Linked DNA regions of Mus musculus: regions 2 and 3 are each linked to region 1. The links are chromatin contacts, called in public Hi-C maps. All regions are on one chromosome and are shown on one strand. The core of a region is the stretch at or near the end of the contact, and the rest is flanking DNA. Distances in the headings are between cores, read along the strand shown. Region 1 overlaps Slit3 (slit guidance ligand 3). Region 2 overlaps Slit3 (slit guidance ligand 3). Region 3 overlaps Slit3 (slit guidance ligand 3).

Evidence for each region. Hi-C and Micro-C count contacts between places; a contact is called where the count stands out from the background.
Region 2: a Hi-C map of forebrain shows a contact between it and region 1, with 2.8 times the contacts expected there. The contact joins two enhancer-like sites. A contact is called at or near these places in 3 of 484 Hi-C or Micro-C datasets (cerebral cortex, embryonic stem cells and forebrain), 1 of 115 datasets of contacts at active chromatin or transcription factors (double positive thymocytes) and 2 of 9 other capture datasets (adipose tissue and pancreatic islet).
Region 3: a Hi-C map of cerebral cortex shows a contact between it and region 1, with 2.0 times the contacts expected there. The contact joins two enhancer-like sites. A contact is called at or near these places in 1 of 39 promoter capture datasets (hippocampal neurons), 14 of 484 Hi-C or Micro-C datasets (the N1E-115 cell line, Sertoli cells, cerebral cortex and 6 more) and 2 of 115 datasets of contacts at active chromatin or transcription factors (embryonic stem cells and stem cell-derived epiblast-like cells).

What each region holds. Positions count from the first base shown.
Region 1 is chr11:35,280,696-35,285,376 of GRCm38.p6, forward strand. All of the region lies in intron 4 of Slit3 (slit guidance ligand 3), which reads left to right. Among named protein-coding and RNA genes, the nearest start is that of Gm46277, 4.9 kb to the right of the region's middle. Within about 2 kb of position 2,661, at least 81 of the 459 cell types and tissues checked have an H3K27ac peak or open chromatin away from gene starts, as enhancers often do. A contact at or near this core is called in cerebral cortex and forebrain, where this site is marked.
Region 2 is chr11:35,175,681-35,179,887 of GRCm38.p6, forward strand. It overlaps Slit3 (slit guidance ligand 3), which reads left to right. Exons shown (of 36, transcript NM_011412.3): 3 at 2,103-2,174. Among named protein-coding and RNA genes, the nearest start is that of Gm26070, 37 kb to the right of the region's middle. Within about 2 kb of position 2,556, at least 37 of the 459 cell types and tissues checked have an H3K27ac peak or open chromatin away from gene starts, as enhancers often do. A contact at or near this core is called in cerebral cortex and forebrain, where this site is marked.
Region 3 is chr11:35,392,700-35,397,538 of GRCm38.p6, forward strand. All of the region lies in intron 4 of Slit3 (slit guidance ligand 3), which reads left to right. Among named protein-coding and RNA genes, the nearest start is that of Gm46277, 110 kb to the left of the region's middle. Within about 2 kb of position 2,877, at least 19 of the 459 cell types and tissues checked have an H3K27ac peak or open chromatin away from gene starts, as enhancers often do. A contact at or near this core is called in cerebral cortex, where this site is marked.

The sequences.
Region 1 (4,681 bases), core at 1,411-3,910:
TCCATTAGACTTGTCAGCATCACAATCATGGCCCTAGAGCCTCTCATTCCCCAGGCTCTTCCTCCAGGCCTAATTTCACAGCTCTGCAGCTTGCACGAGGATAGTGATGACGATCCCCAGAGCTCTTTATGGACAGACCTTGGTTCTATCTCCAGCCTCCTGTGCCACTTGCCCATCATCAAGAATTCTTTTTAGTATCCCCTGGACTCGTGTCCTCTAGCTAGCTTCAGTTCAAAGGCCCTGCAGAGATTCCTCCACTGGGAAGAACAGCCCATTTCTGGCTCTGGGCTGCAGGGAGGTGGCCACAGGCCAGCCAACCCGCTCCGTGCTGAGTGTGTTTGCTGCTCTTAGAGTGTTTGAGCTGCGGTTAATATATCAATATTTGCTCATGAGGGTATCTGGCACGGAGCAGGTCCCTGGGACACTGGCAGATAGATTGGCTTCTCCCAATGCATTCTTCATTTGAGCAAGGCACGGACAGAGGGATAGCTGCTGACAAGAGGCATAGAAAAGGTTCTCTGGCTTTTCCCAGAAGAGCCTCAGCCTTGTAGTTTGGCACTACGTGAACTTGTCACTATCTCAACGTTGTCTCCATCACTAACTTCTTCCTGGTGTGGCTCCCTCACTCCCACTTTACTCTAATTCTTCCATCCACATTTGACTTGACTGGAAGCCACAGGGGTCTGGCTAGTGCTTGATAGAGTCAGTTTAGTAGCAGTCAATGTGGAGCCAGTTCTCCCCAGCTAGCCGTGTGTATTGGACAAGCTCACTTACCTCCCAGGGTCTCAGAATCCTTCTGAGACCTGAGGATCTTAAGAACAGAATAGCTGAAAGGAAGAGAGAGTACCATACGTGCAAAATCATTTGCAAAGCATCTTCTGCACAAAGAATAGCAAAACATGTTCCATCTTGTCCATCAGCCTTCTCATCCAGCAAACAGCGACTCGTGGGCCCTTTAGCCTACTGTAAGTGTACCACGGATGCTTTTTCCCTATGGCATCTATTTCTCTTTAATTAGCTTAGCACAGGGTCCCTGAAAAAAGACTGCCCGATGCTTTAAGGTTTTAATGGAACCAACCTACACCAAGCACCCAGGAAGAAACCAAACACAAAGGACTTGTGTTCAGTCTTGGGAGAAGTTTGTTGATACAAAATTAGAGGAGGAAAATTCTGTTTATAGTGTCATTGGGGTAAAAAAAAGGAGTCTGGCCTAGGAAAGGTCTCCAGAAAGTGCTAGAGAGGCTGGGGTCCTCGGGAGACAGTAACTCTCCACTGTGACAGCTTCGAGGAGTGTGTCACTGAGAAGCCCATCAGTCATTATTTCTGATGCAGAACAAAGTTCTGCAAAATATCATTGCTGGTGCCATTTCCTTCTGAAGCAGTTTCTTGGCATGCATGTCAAATACTGCAATAGCTCGGATACCCAGAATCCAAAACATTCCTGGGTGTGTTGTGTATGGAAAGCAAGAATGGGAGCTGGGGCCAGGACCCACAGTTCTGTAGGGCAAGCTGAGTCACAGAGGTGGGGACAGAGCATCCCCACTCTGTGGGAACTCAGTGTGCTGAGCTAATTCAAACAGTGTGTGTGTGTGTGTGTGTGTGTGTGTGTGTGTGTGTGTGTGTGCTGTCTTGTTTAATTGGCACAGCACTTCTCACCCACCCTAGACAGAATTCAACACAAGGATTCTGGTACAGGTGATACAATGGAGTGTAGAGCTTAGAGAGAGAAGCCCCATGCGTGTGGGAGAGATGGAGGGAAGCCAGGCAATGCTGTTGCTGATGCTGCATTCCCTGGGCTGCAGTGTGAACCACCCAAGACCTGGCCTCACTTCACATAATCGGGCTTGGCTTTTTGTATCGCTCAGTCATCCCCTGTAGGCCTGTAATCTCACCTCCTGGGAGGTGCTCGGGGCCTGACTTTCTGTGTATTTTTGGTTGTGCTTCAGTAGCTAGACCTCATAGGAGGTAGGGGATACATTTACTGTCCTTGTAAAGAGGAGCTCATTGCATCTACTACTGATGTCACAGTGCAGAGCCCATTTTCAGATGAGAAAACTGAGGCCTGGGATGTTTACATCATTGGCTCACGGGTACCTGGGATGGGGGATCACACCTAGGCATCCATCCTCAAAGACTGTCCTTGTCCTCCTCTGCTTGGATTTAGGGTTGTTATTGTGTGACTATCCTGTCATGTTAAGAGCCCTCTTAGTTCTGACACTGGAATTCCTGAATCTTTGGAGGCTCCTTAGTATGGACAAAGGAGTGCAGCTGGTGGGTGGGAACAAAGGGGAGTCAGTGTGGCACCAGCCAGTGTGACCTGGAAAGGCAGCTCAAGGGACGCAGAGCTGTGACCCTCTCTGTTCTAGAAGCTGCTTTCCCTACAGCTACTGACTGCTTAGGGGATGTGGATAAGGGGGACCGAGCCAGGGAAAGCCCAGGCAGGAGAGCATCCTGTAGCCGCTGAGCAGGCAGGGTGGTCTGAGATCCAGGGTGGGCACGGAGAGGAGAGGCAAGGCTTGTTCGGATGGCTGATCCGAGGAGGCGAGTAAGTTACCAGCCCCCTGAGGCCTCCTCGGGGAGCTTGCCAGAAATAGATACCCTTCTCCTGCCTCCCGCTTTGAAGCAAGCTGTTTTGCTATGTGTGCCTGTGAGTGGGAGGGTGTGAGGGGAGGGGGAGGGGTGCAGAACGATTAAGAGAGAGGAGAGGATGTAAGATGTAAGTCAGTGCTGATCCAATGAGAAAATGTCTTTTCAAGTTCCTGCTGCAGCCATAGGCTGGGCAAGGTGAGACAGGCCGCCATGCTTCTGAAGCCAGGCCTGGCCAGGAAGCCCCTGCGGAGTCCTGCCCAGGGGTGAGACTTTCTGCTCAGTGCAAAAGACGGTGCCAGGTACCAGGACTGAGTCTTGAGCTTTAATGGCACAACTCTTACTTTTAGATGTACATACCCCCATGTATTCACATATACATATATACACATATGTATGCGTGTGTGTGTGTGTGTGTGTGTGTGTGTGTGTGTGTGTGTGTGTGTATTTAAACACACAGCACCTCTTTCTAGGCAGAATAATTGGCATGTTTTTCCTAATGGGAAAGCTGAATCCTGTCCTACACCCCCAAGATTGGCTTTTTAGGAACTGAAAGGAAGGCCAAGCCATGGTTACCATGGTTTCAAGTTAGAGGGTCAAGTTAGCCGCTCACCCCGTAGCATTGGTGCCGAGTGCTCTAGTCTGACTGCCAAGTAGACTATTGTTACCTGCTATTCCAAGCCTGAGGATAGCCAAGCCAACATCCAAGGTCACTGGGCTGTTTATACTGAAACTCTAGCCAGCTCTGCTCTAGTCAAATGCCTTGGTGGCATTGGGCCTGTGTAAGGGGGTGACCAGGGCTGGGTGTAGGGTTGAAAGAGTACCTTGGGAAACACCTGCTCCTTTTGGCTGGAGTAAAACTAGACCACAGAAGCCAACAGCCCATGCTCCTTCGTGTAAGAGATCCTAGGCCACCAGTGAGGTCACCCTCCAAGGTTCCAGGCTACCTTCCCAGTTTAGGTAGCCTGCTATGAGGCCTGTTTTCGGAGAGGAGGGGAGGTGTTCTAGACAGATTGGATTTTGACTTTGGTGCTGTCTTCATCCCTAAGCCCCATTTGATCAGGAGGTTAAGAGTCAACTTCTTTCTGGGTCTCCCTTCTCGTTTTCACCACCCCTAAGTGAGGGTTTCAGGAGACTGCCTAGGGTGATCAGTGCTGAGAAAGAGGAGTTTGTCTTTCCCCACCTAGGCTATCCCAAAGGCAGGACTGAGGGTGACAAGCCTCTTTCATGGCCCAAGGCTGTTGCCTGAAAGTCTCTTCCTCAGCTCCAGTGGAGAATAAGCCTGTTGGACTTAGACCTGCCTCTCATTGCCCTGGTTGTGAGAGGAAAGGAAGGGGGGGGCATAGAATGCCAAGGCTGGGACCAAGCACAGATCTTAGAGATTGTCTTTCATTAGAATCACTTTCCAGCTGTATGTGCATGTGTGCATGTGTGTGAATATGTGTGAGTGTGTGTGTGTGTGTGTGTGTGTGTGTGTGTGTGTGTGTGTAGGTGTAGGTGTAGGTGTAGGTGTAGGACATCACATGCACACCAGGGTTTTGCATTAGTGCTAGAGATCCGAACTAAGATACTTATTGTAGTAAAACAACATTCTTACCACTGATCCATTTCCCCCACATCAATTTCCATAATTTTAAAGCTTTTCAGCATCTCATGATGTGAAAAGTGTTGTATCATGACCAGGAAACAAGGAAGCACACACACACACACACACACACACACACACACCCTCACAGAGAGTATCATGAAATAATACTTACCCTCAGTACCTGTGATAGGCGAGTAATTATTATTTTTATGCATCTAGTAATTTCTTTGGCATTTCATGTCGTGGAATTATTATTAGTGTTGACAGTTGTTGAGCTATTCTCATGGATCTAAGAAGGGATAGTCCACAGGTTAAGGAGATATCACCCAGTCCACCCTTATTTGTAGAGGAGAAAATTGACACATGGTGAGGGACACAAGCTTGCTGCCATCACAAAGCAAGAGTGTGAGTGTGGTGGTCACCTACTACATTCCAGGAATGGCCTTAACTGCATATACAGCAGTGGTCGAAACAAGAAGTGGTCCCTTCCTCAAGAGGGTTAGAGAT
Region 2 (4,207 bases), core at 1,306-3,805, 110 kb before region 1:
ATGAGGAAACCGAGTCTTAGAGATGAAGAGTAACTCGCCCAATACAATACTATACCATCTAGTACGAGGCAGGGCAGCCCTGCACGTATGTAGCAGTTCTGTAGCTGCGTCTTCATGTGGGTCCCCTAAAGCAGGAGCAGGGGCTGTCCCTGACTACATTGCCTGCATTTGGATCCCTCTCCCCTAACTGGGCTGCCTCAATAGAAGATGATGCGTCAGGCCTTACTGCAGCTTGATCTGCCATGGCTGGTTGATATCCATAGGAGGCCTCCCTTTTGCTGAGGGGAAGGGGAGGAGGGCTGGGTGAGGGGAAGGGGGGTAAGAGGGAGAGACTGGAGGGAGAGGAGAGGGGGGAAGCTTCCATCAGTAGTAAAGTAATTAAATGACTTAAACAATAGTAACTATAATAGTAATGATAATAATTAATAATAATAATAGAAATCAAGCATAGATCCTAAAACAGTGGTTCTCAGCCTTGGATTGTAACCCCTTTGGGGGTCAAAAGCCTCTTTCACAGGAGTCTCCTAAGACCATTGGAAAACATATTTACGTTACGATTCAGAACAGTAGCAAAATTTGCTTATGAAGTAACAACGAAAATAAATTTATGACTAGAAGTCACCACAAAATGGGGTACCTATTAAAGGGTCGAAGCAGCATCGGGGAGGTTGGAAGCCATTATCCTAAAAGTATACTGGGGGCCTGAAATCCTTTCATTAGCTCTGTGATTCCCCTTGGGCAAATTCATAGCTACTATATTTTTATCTGTTAAGAAAGTGGCCTGGAAGGAGCTGGCCTCCACAGGACAGAAGTCGCATAAGTGGAGCTTGGAAGAGTTGAAGAGTCTGGCCAATAGAATGGCCCTTCTGGCCAGTTAACATTTATAAACACAAATGTATTTAAATACTTGTGCCAACCAATTACCCCTCTGTGCCCTGATAGAAACCTCACATTGTTGACCCACGTTTTCCTTTATGGGAAACCAGTGTGTGCTAGGCCCACGGCTGTGCTTCTGATTCAGTAGGCTGTTAGGGTAGGACACTGTGCTGGGTCCAGGAGTATGATGAAGACAGGGTCCATCCTTTATTCCTTGGGAAGAGATGAGGAAATGAAGCACAAAGGTTGAGCCTGAAGCCACCATGCTGACGGTTAGGACAGTCCAAGAGGTACGGCCATCATGGAAGGTCTGTTTTGGAGGGAAGATGTACCCTAGCCAAGGGCATGCTTCCTCCATTCCCAAGGAGAACTGGGACCGTTCCTGAATTCTCCCTCCTTCCTAGAAACAACCTCCGATCACAACAGCATGTCCCAAACTGCAGTCCTGTCATTTCTTGGCCCCTTCCCCACTCAGGATTCCCACATCATCTTTGCAGTTGTCCCTAATGTTCAGCTAATGATTATTTACTAATCCATTTTAATCTGCTTTCTTTTTTTAAGTCAGGGAAACAAATGTTTCATTGTATCATCGACTCTCAAGGTATGCGGCATGCATGGATCCAATTCATGCAGAGTGTTTAAGATTTTTAATCATCTACCAGGAGAACTTAAGGTTCAGCAAAGATGTAGCCTACATAGGAACAGCTTTCGTGAACATCTTTAGGAGGTTTGGATGAGCCTGGCCCTACATGAGAGAATCCCTGGGTCCAGACTAGATGTCTTAGCCACGGTGCTGTTTCACAGTGACTCCACCCTTGAGGTTGAGCAGGGAAAGCCTTTTTCAGTAAAGTATTTTGGAATCCTTGGAGGAGGAGCTCCAAAAGAAGAGGTATTGAATCTGCATTTTTTTTTCCCCAAAGAGCAGCTTTGCCCCCTCTGCTTCTGTGCATGATTCTGCAGTGCTCTGGGGGACATTTGCTGGTAACATTCTTAAAATAGAGACATGGAAGCCAATCTGTCAGGTAGAAGTGTGCGGGTGTTGAATCCCTTTTTACCGTGACACTACACTGGGATGTGAGTTATTTTGTCCCATCAGAGTGATTCCAATTGAATCCTCCTAGGGGGTCCTAGGAGGGAGTATGTGATATGAGTGCACAGCCTAGTGCCCCCCATGAGGACCCCTATCCCTCTTCGGTCCTTGACCTTGGCTGCCTTTCTGATTCTAGGCATCTGGAAGACAATCAAGTCAGCATCATCGAGAGAGGCGCCTTCCAGGATCTGAAGCAGCTGGAGAGATTGTAAGTCAAACACAACCTGGTGTCCAAAAAAAAAAAAAAAAAAAATGCTTTCTGAATTTTTTTTTGGTTTTGTGACCTTGGTAAAAGCAAGTCTCCAGCGTTCGAAGAAATATTTTCTGCTACATTTAAAGTTGCTTTGAAGTATGTTACATAGACACTGAGATCCGTTTAAACTCCTGTTCTAGGTTCTAGAGAAGATGCAGAGGCCAGCATCTGAGGCTTGGTTTCTTCTTCCCAGTATCCATTAGTTTCTTTACATGGGGCCACACTCCTAACCTGACCTCAGCTTCTCCTTTCCCAGAAGAGTGAGTTAATGCCATGGAAGATGGCAGCAGTTCCCCCCCTGCTCCTCCTGGAACTCCTGCTTCTACTCTTGTGGGAGAGGAAGGATGGGCGAGTGGGCGCAGCCTTCCGCGTGCCTGCTTCTCGGAGCGCCAGCCTGTCTCAGGAAACCCACACGTTTCCACGAGAGAACACGTTGCCACCGGTTTAAAATAGGCCGCTGTTCTGACTTGATGGAGGGTGGGCAGCAAACGCTGGAGTTGGGCGGAGCCTCCCATTTATTTCGCCAGTGAATGTTTTTGCAGAGAACTCTGGGGTCGTTCTGATGAGAAAGGTTGCTCGGATGGTTAAGTGGGCAGCTTCACCTTTCCTCAGTTAATCACGTCTGACAGCTCATAACATCTGGATATTTGCTTTCTGCCCTCTGAGTGGGGATTGTCCCCAAGAGCACTTAGTCATGCCGGTGGTGGGCGGCCTCTCATCTTGTGCCTCCCCTGCAGCACCGCTGCCCTGACTTTTCAGCTTCCTGCTGTACTGGGGGTTGGGACTGCAACAGATCATTGCTCTGCCAGCTTACCTGGAGAAACACCGCTCTGCTTAGGCGCCTGGGTGCTGTTGCCAAAGCTCACTTGCTTTGAGACGAGTCTCCTTTATAGACTTGTTTGGGTGAAAAGGACGGCCTGCCTGAACCAACTTCCTTGTTTTGTGATGCATCATCCTTTCCCCACCAAGTCCTTCTATTTAAGGTCACAGGGCAACGAGGAAGGTCCTAGCCTCACGGCGATCAAGTGTTTTCTTCTGGATCAAACTCCAGCATGGCTTTCGCTGTCACTAGTGTAAAAACATTTGTTTCTCCTAAAAGAAAAAAGTTATTAAAAATTACGTTGTCTTTGTTTACAGTTTGATTTTTCAAGATTCCTACAATTTAAGTGTTTGGTTTTTTTTTTTTTTTTTTTGTGACCCAAGAAAACAGAAGTATTTGTTGAAATAGTGAAATAGTCTTTGTGAAATAGTCAACATTTACATAGAAAAATAAACACATGGTCCAGTGTGGAAAAGGTCCCTCTTGCCTAGTTTTTCTGATTAGAAGGGTAAATAAATTGTTAATTTGTTAATTTCATGGTTGTTGTGGGGAATTAGAGAGTGCTTCGGGGACACCAGAGACTGTGTGTGTGTGTGTTTTACAAGCGATGGCTTCTTTTATTCCACCCTCTTTGCCAAATTACAACAAGCAACAACGAGGTATCATTACCCTCATTTTGCGGATGAAGAAACAAAAGCCCAGGGAGTTGAAGCCAAAGAGTTGTCAGGGCTGGGTAAGGTTCCCAGCCACGTCTGTCTGACATCAAAGTCCACCCTGTTTTCATAGCCCTGTGCTGCAGACACCAGATGAAGTGCGAGCTTTACCAATGGCCCTGCAAATAGTTTCTCTCATACCCATCCAAGTCCAGGAAGGCTCAGGGAAATATTCTGGCAAAGGTGCCTTTGCTTTGGAGTGGTGAACGAGGCCAAAATACCGTGCGTGCCTGGGGAACTAAGGGATTGCACTTGCTGAGCTCTTGGTCTGTTTTGGTGTAGTAGGTGGGTAATGCTAGCTGCGGTACTAGATAAACCTTCAAATCTCAGCGACTTAGCACGTGGAAATTTACCTCTAATTCTTACAAACTCAATATGACATTCCTGTTAGGGCCTCTCTTCCAAGTATACACTCAGAGACAGGCTTCTTCCACGCCTTGATGCTGACATCTTTC
Region 3 (4,839 bases), core at 1,627-4,126, 110 kb after region 1:
ACACACCAGAATAGGGCATTGGATTTCATTACAGATGGTTCTAAGCCACCATGTGGTTGCTGGGACTTGAACTCAGGACCTCTGGAAGAGCAGTCAGTGTTCTTAACTGCTGAGCCATCTCTCTGTCTCCAGCTGTTTTTCTCTATAACTCTCTCCATAACTATTTTTCTTACTTTATTTTGCTTTACTTTACCTAGAGCTCACTAAATCAACAAAACCAACTGGCCACTCACTACTGTGCCTGGATTTTTACATGGGTGTTGGCCATCTGAACTTAGGTTCTCATGATCATGTGTTAAGCACTTCACTGAGTCATCTCTTCAGGCCCTAGATTATGAATTGTAAACAAGAATTTGCTTCCCATTCTTCTAGAGGCTGGGATAAGATCAGGAGACCAGTACAGTCAGGTTTGGTGAAGGTCTTCTTCTGGCCTCTAGACCAGCCTGTTGTCCCATTGTCTCTTAAAGTTCTCTGAGCCCTTCTCATGAGGCCCTGGAGACATCACAAGGACTTTACTCACCTGATCTCATCCAGTCACTGGAGATCTCACCGAAATCCCATTTCATTGGACATCAGGGTTTTGCCATCTGACTTCTATTAGAAACACAAGCATTCAGTCCCTAGCTGAGGGGTGAACCTGTATGACCAAGGCTGCCTAGTGAGACTGTCATTGAGGTAGTGTTTGCCTCAGATCTATTTAACTGCCCCCTAACCCTTCTCTTACCTCAGTACCATGCTGGGGAGTGTCAGACCAAGCACTGAGGGAAGCCCAGGGGGTCCATAAAGACAGCCAAAGAGAAGCAAATTGTAGGGAGTCTATTATGGTTGATCTTAAAAGCCTCATAATGGCCTTATTTTCCCTCAGACTTTGAAAGCCAGTGATTTACCACAGATCCCTGCACAGAGAGAGGTCCAGCCAGCTATCCCTCCCTACCTGTGTCCTAGGCACCCATTCCTGACCCAGCAGGGATGCAGGAAGGGGTGAGTCCTGTTCCTTTTACTTCTCTGAGACAGGAAAATATGAGGCTTTCGGGGGTTTTGTTTTGTTTTTTTCCAGGTGGGTTATGGGCTTCGAGCCAAAAATCCTTTCAATTAATTGACTGGGAACAGCACCCATGAAGCAAATTAGAACCAGATAAGGAAGGAGGGCCGCAGTGCTCAAAAGGCACATAGGGAACCATTCTTGGATTGTCCTGGTGATTTACCCGTGTTTTCCTAACGTGAGAATCAGTCAGCAGGGGCCTGGATTTTTTATGAGGGAGGAACCTCTCCCAGACAGCTCTGTCCTCAACAGCCCCTGTAAATCCCCACACCCCCACTTCCAGTGAGAACACTGCTCTCTCCAGAGTCACCGTGTCAAAGTCTGTTTAGCTGTTTCTTACTTATCAGCCCCAGCCCCAACATTAGTTCATGCTTGGAGTATGAAGCCATTTCATATTTATTCTTGTTATATCTGGCAGGGAGCCTTGAAAAAAATAAGAGTCCCGTGATGGTGCTGTTCAGTGCTTATATCTTTATGGTCTCTTGAATTGATTTGACAGAGCAATCACAGGCACAAGTGAGCCCAGCTCTTCCCCCAGCAGCAGGCCGAGAAGGACAGACTCACAGCTTACTTCTCCTGGTTCTGCCCTGAGTGAGTGTGTGTGCGTGTGCGTGTGTATGTGCGCACACGCACACAAACACTACTGCTTAGCCATTTTGGTCCATGCATAGTAGCCCCATAGAGTTCCCCAAAGGCCAGTACTGAATGAGAACCTCAAAAAAGACAAAGGGTGGCCTGCAGAGCCAAGAAGAGCAGCCTTCACCATAGAACATTCTAGAAAGCTGATTGAGTCTGACTCCCGCCACAGAGGGCACTAAAGCCTCCTATGAGCCCTTGGTAAGGCTGCAGGGAGATTTGAAGAGATTTACCCAGTAACCTTCGACCTGCGTAGAAGCCAAAGTTTATATCCTATATGCTTCAGATAGGTTAAAGGATTTCAGTGAAAGGTTTGTCAACTCAGAACTGTGTAAAAGGTTCCAGTCGGTTCCCTGGACCAGGATTTTAGAAAGGGACCGGATGGGTCACCAACTCCCAATCAGCTTAAGGGTCCATAAACCAAGGCAGATTTCCCAAATGTACACCTGTCCTTCAGAGGTCTGAGGCAATGTGACATGAGGCTGAGGCTAGCATCTCATTCTCTAGCCATGTGCTGGTTTGGGTGTGGTTTAAGCCTTCATTTCAGCAGCGTTTTGAGCTTGTATTTCACAGGTATTCAGGGGGAGATTCACCCAAGCTTCTAGGAATACTAAGTGAGGGTTTTGTGGGTAAGATGCTGTAGGTGAATGGTACTGCGCATGGATGATGGATGGAGTCCGGGGATGAGGAGAAAAGCACACAGTTAGGGCAGTGCACAAACAAGGGGAAAACACAAAGGGTCTAGACCCCAACCTACTTTACCCAGCTGATGTTTCTAAATCGGACCCCCAGTTCTTTGTCACTCCTTTCTCATGTCTGTTGCCCTCTCACCAGTATCAGAGCATCTGGCTCTCCTACACTATCATAGGCAGTGGTTCCTGGGACTACACCCCTCACAGCCAGTCTCCAGGTCTGTCCACCTGACTTCAATCTCCACCAATTCCTATTTCTGACACTCCTTTCCCTCTAGACCCTTCTCTCCAGCGTTCTCTGGAACGCCTCATGTTTGCTGTTCAGCTCAGCCCCGTTGCTTTTCCACAACCTCACCCCTGGACCCCTGCTTCCTATTCCTCTTCAACACCAGTGCCTTCCCCACAGTCTAAAACTCTCCTGTCTGCAGTTCCCACCCACGTCTACACTCTCCAGAGCATTGCTCTATAGCTGCCTTGCAATTCCGCGTGCCAGGAAAAGGGGGAGGAGGGGCACTTTTGGTTAATCAGCATTTCATTTGGCACTGGTAAGCTGGGGCCGAGAGAAGAGCTACAGCCAGACGTCCAAAATGTCCCTTTTGGCTTGTTGGAACTGTTGACGAAATAAGATAAGTTTGGGATTAATCACTGGAAAACACATGAGATAAAATTCCGGAATCCAGAGACTTTAACTTCTTGGTCCTCATCCCAGGGTAGGTTATCAAAACCAAGACTTGTCCATTTTTCACAGTTTATGGGGTTTATCTAGGACCTGTCATGAGATGCTGACAGGAACCTGAAATTGGTCTGTGTTCGAGTTTCCATTCCCACTCCACCATAAACACCTAAGGAGAGAAAAACAAAGGCCAAAGCAGCTGATTTCTGAACCTTTCAGTTACTTGGTAATTTTTATCTAATCTTTTTGTTGGTGAGGCTGAACTGGAAAAGTTCATTACAAGCAAACCGAGTCATTTATTCAAGTGGTTGAGTTGGGAAAGGTGTCTACAGATGAATATGTGGCGACGGTTCGAGAAACGTACATTTTCCCAGGATAAGACAAAGGAAACAGGTTCGATACAGCAGGTGTCAGAGGAGAGCCAGATGTAGACAGGTTTCTCCTGAAGGGTCATCTGAGAGTCTTGCGCACCCCGCCCCTCATGGCTTTTTCAACATACAGTCATGAAAAAAATCAGCCCAGCATTTGGAAAAATGCAGACGGAGCTTGAGATGCCAAAAGTTCTGAATGCTTGCAAGAAAGCTTTGGTTTTTGTTTTTTGTTTTCAATTGAATGGGATTATTTACGTTCCTCTGACGTATCACAACTAGCCTAACAAATGGGATGACAGAGTAATAAACTTCTTATGGGTGTGGAATTCCTTTAAGGAAAGGTTTCCGAAGCAACTCAAGTGACAGATTGGCAGGAGACATTACTCAAGAGTGGTTTAGAGCCTAAAGCTCCAACATGAAATAAAGTCTTGGCTTCAAGAGCTGTTTCTTGGGACTGTGATTATGCGGCTCATCCTATCTATATTTATCAAGTACTTCTTGGATGCTCAGAGTGGTAGTAACCACAGGTCTGTCTGTTCATGGCTGTTTGCACCTGGCAGTTTCCTGCCATTCTTTTGTGAGCTCCGTGCCCCATGCACACTAGAATTTGCCATGCTTAGCTCCGATTCCTAGTTCTGACATCAGGTGCCACGTCTCACCTCAGTATCTGCTGCAGTAGTCTCTGTGACTCTTTCATTTTCTCTTTTTATGAGTCTGAATTGCAGGCAAAAGCGTTTGCGTGAGAGGAGAATAGGCCAATTCAACAATGGTCATAGGCAGAGCTTTTACAGGTTTTGTGGGTTCTCAACTAATTTTCTATAAAGCAAAGCCTAGAGGTGTTTCGGAATCCCCACCCAGTTCTGGGACAACTAGGCAGAACAGCTCAAGTCTGACACTGAAATGGTATGATTAACCTTCAATTAGAGTCATGGTTCTCAGCGGGAGGATGCCTCTCTCTTCAGCTCCATCCCATCAAGGGGCATCTGAGCTCAGCTCATCCCGATCCTGGTATGAATTCTCATGCCCAACTTCCATGCATCACAATTGGAAGAACATGGGTGTTGACGGAAGGGAGGGTGCTGGCAATTGTGCTGTGTTCCTGACGGTCACATCCAAAAGTCAAAGGCCATTGACTAGAGTAGACATAGGGAATTCCTGAGTAGGTGTCTTCCTGTCACCAGGATTTCCTGAGAGTCCCCTATTCTTCATGGCTCCAAGAAAAATCTGTCTCACAGAAGGAACCTACAATACTCATAGGATAATGCTATAGAAACAGAAAGGGCCCCATGCTTGGTAGGCCATGAGCTGGAGTGTGCTATACACCATACAGCCTTCCCTGGTCAGACCACCCCACTCACAAGGCACCTCAGACGTACTTGCTTTTTCACTCCAGCCAAGGCCATCAAAACACTGGTATCCACGACC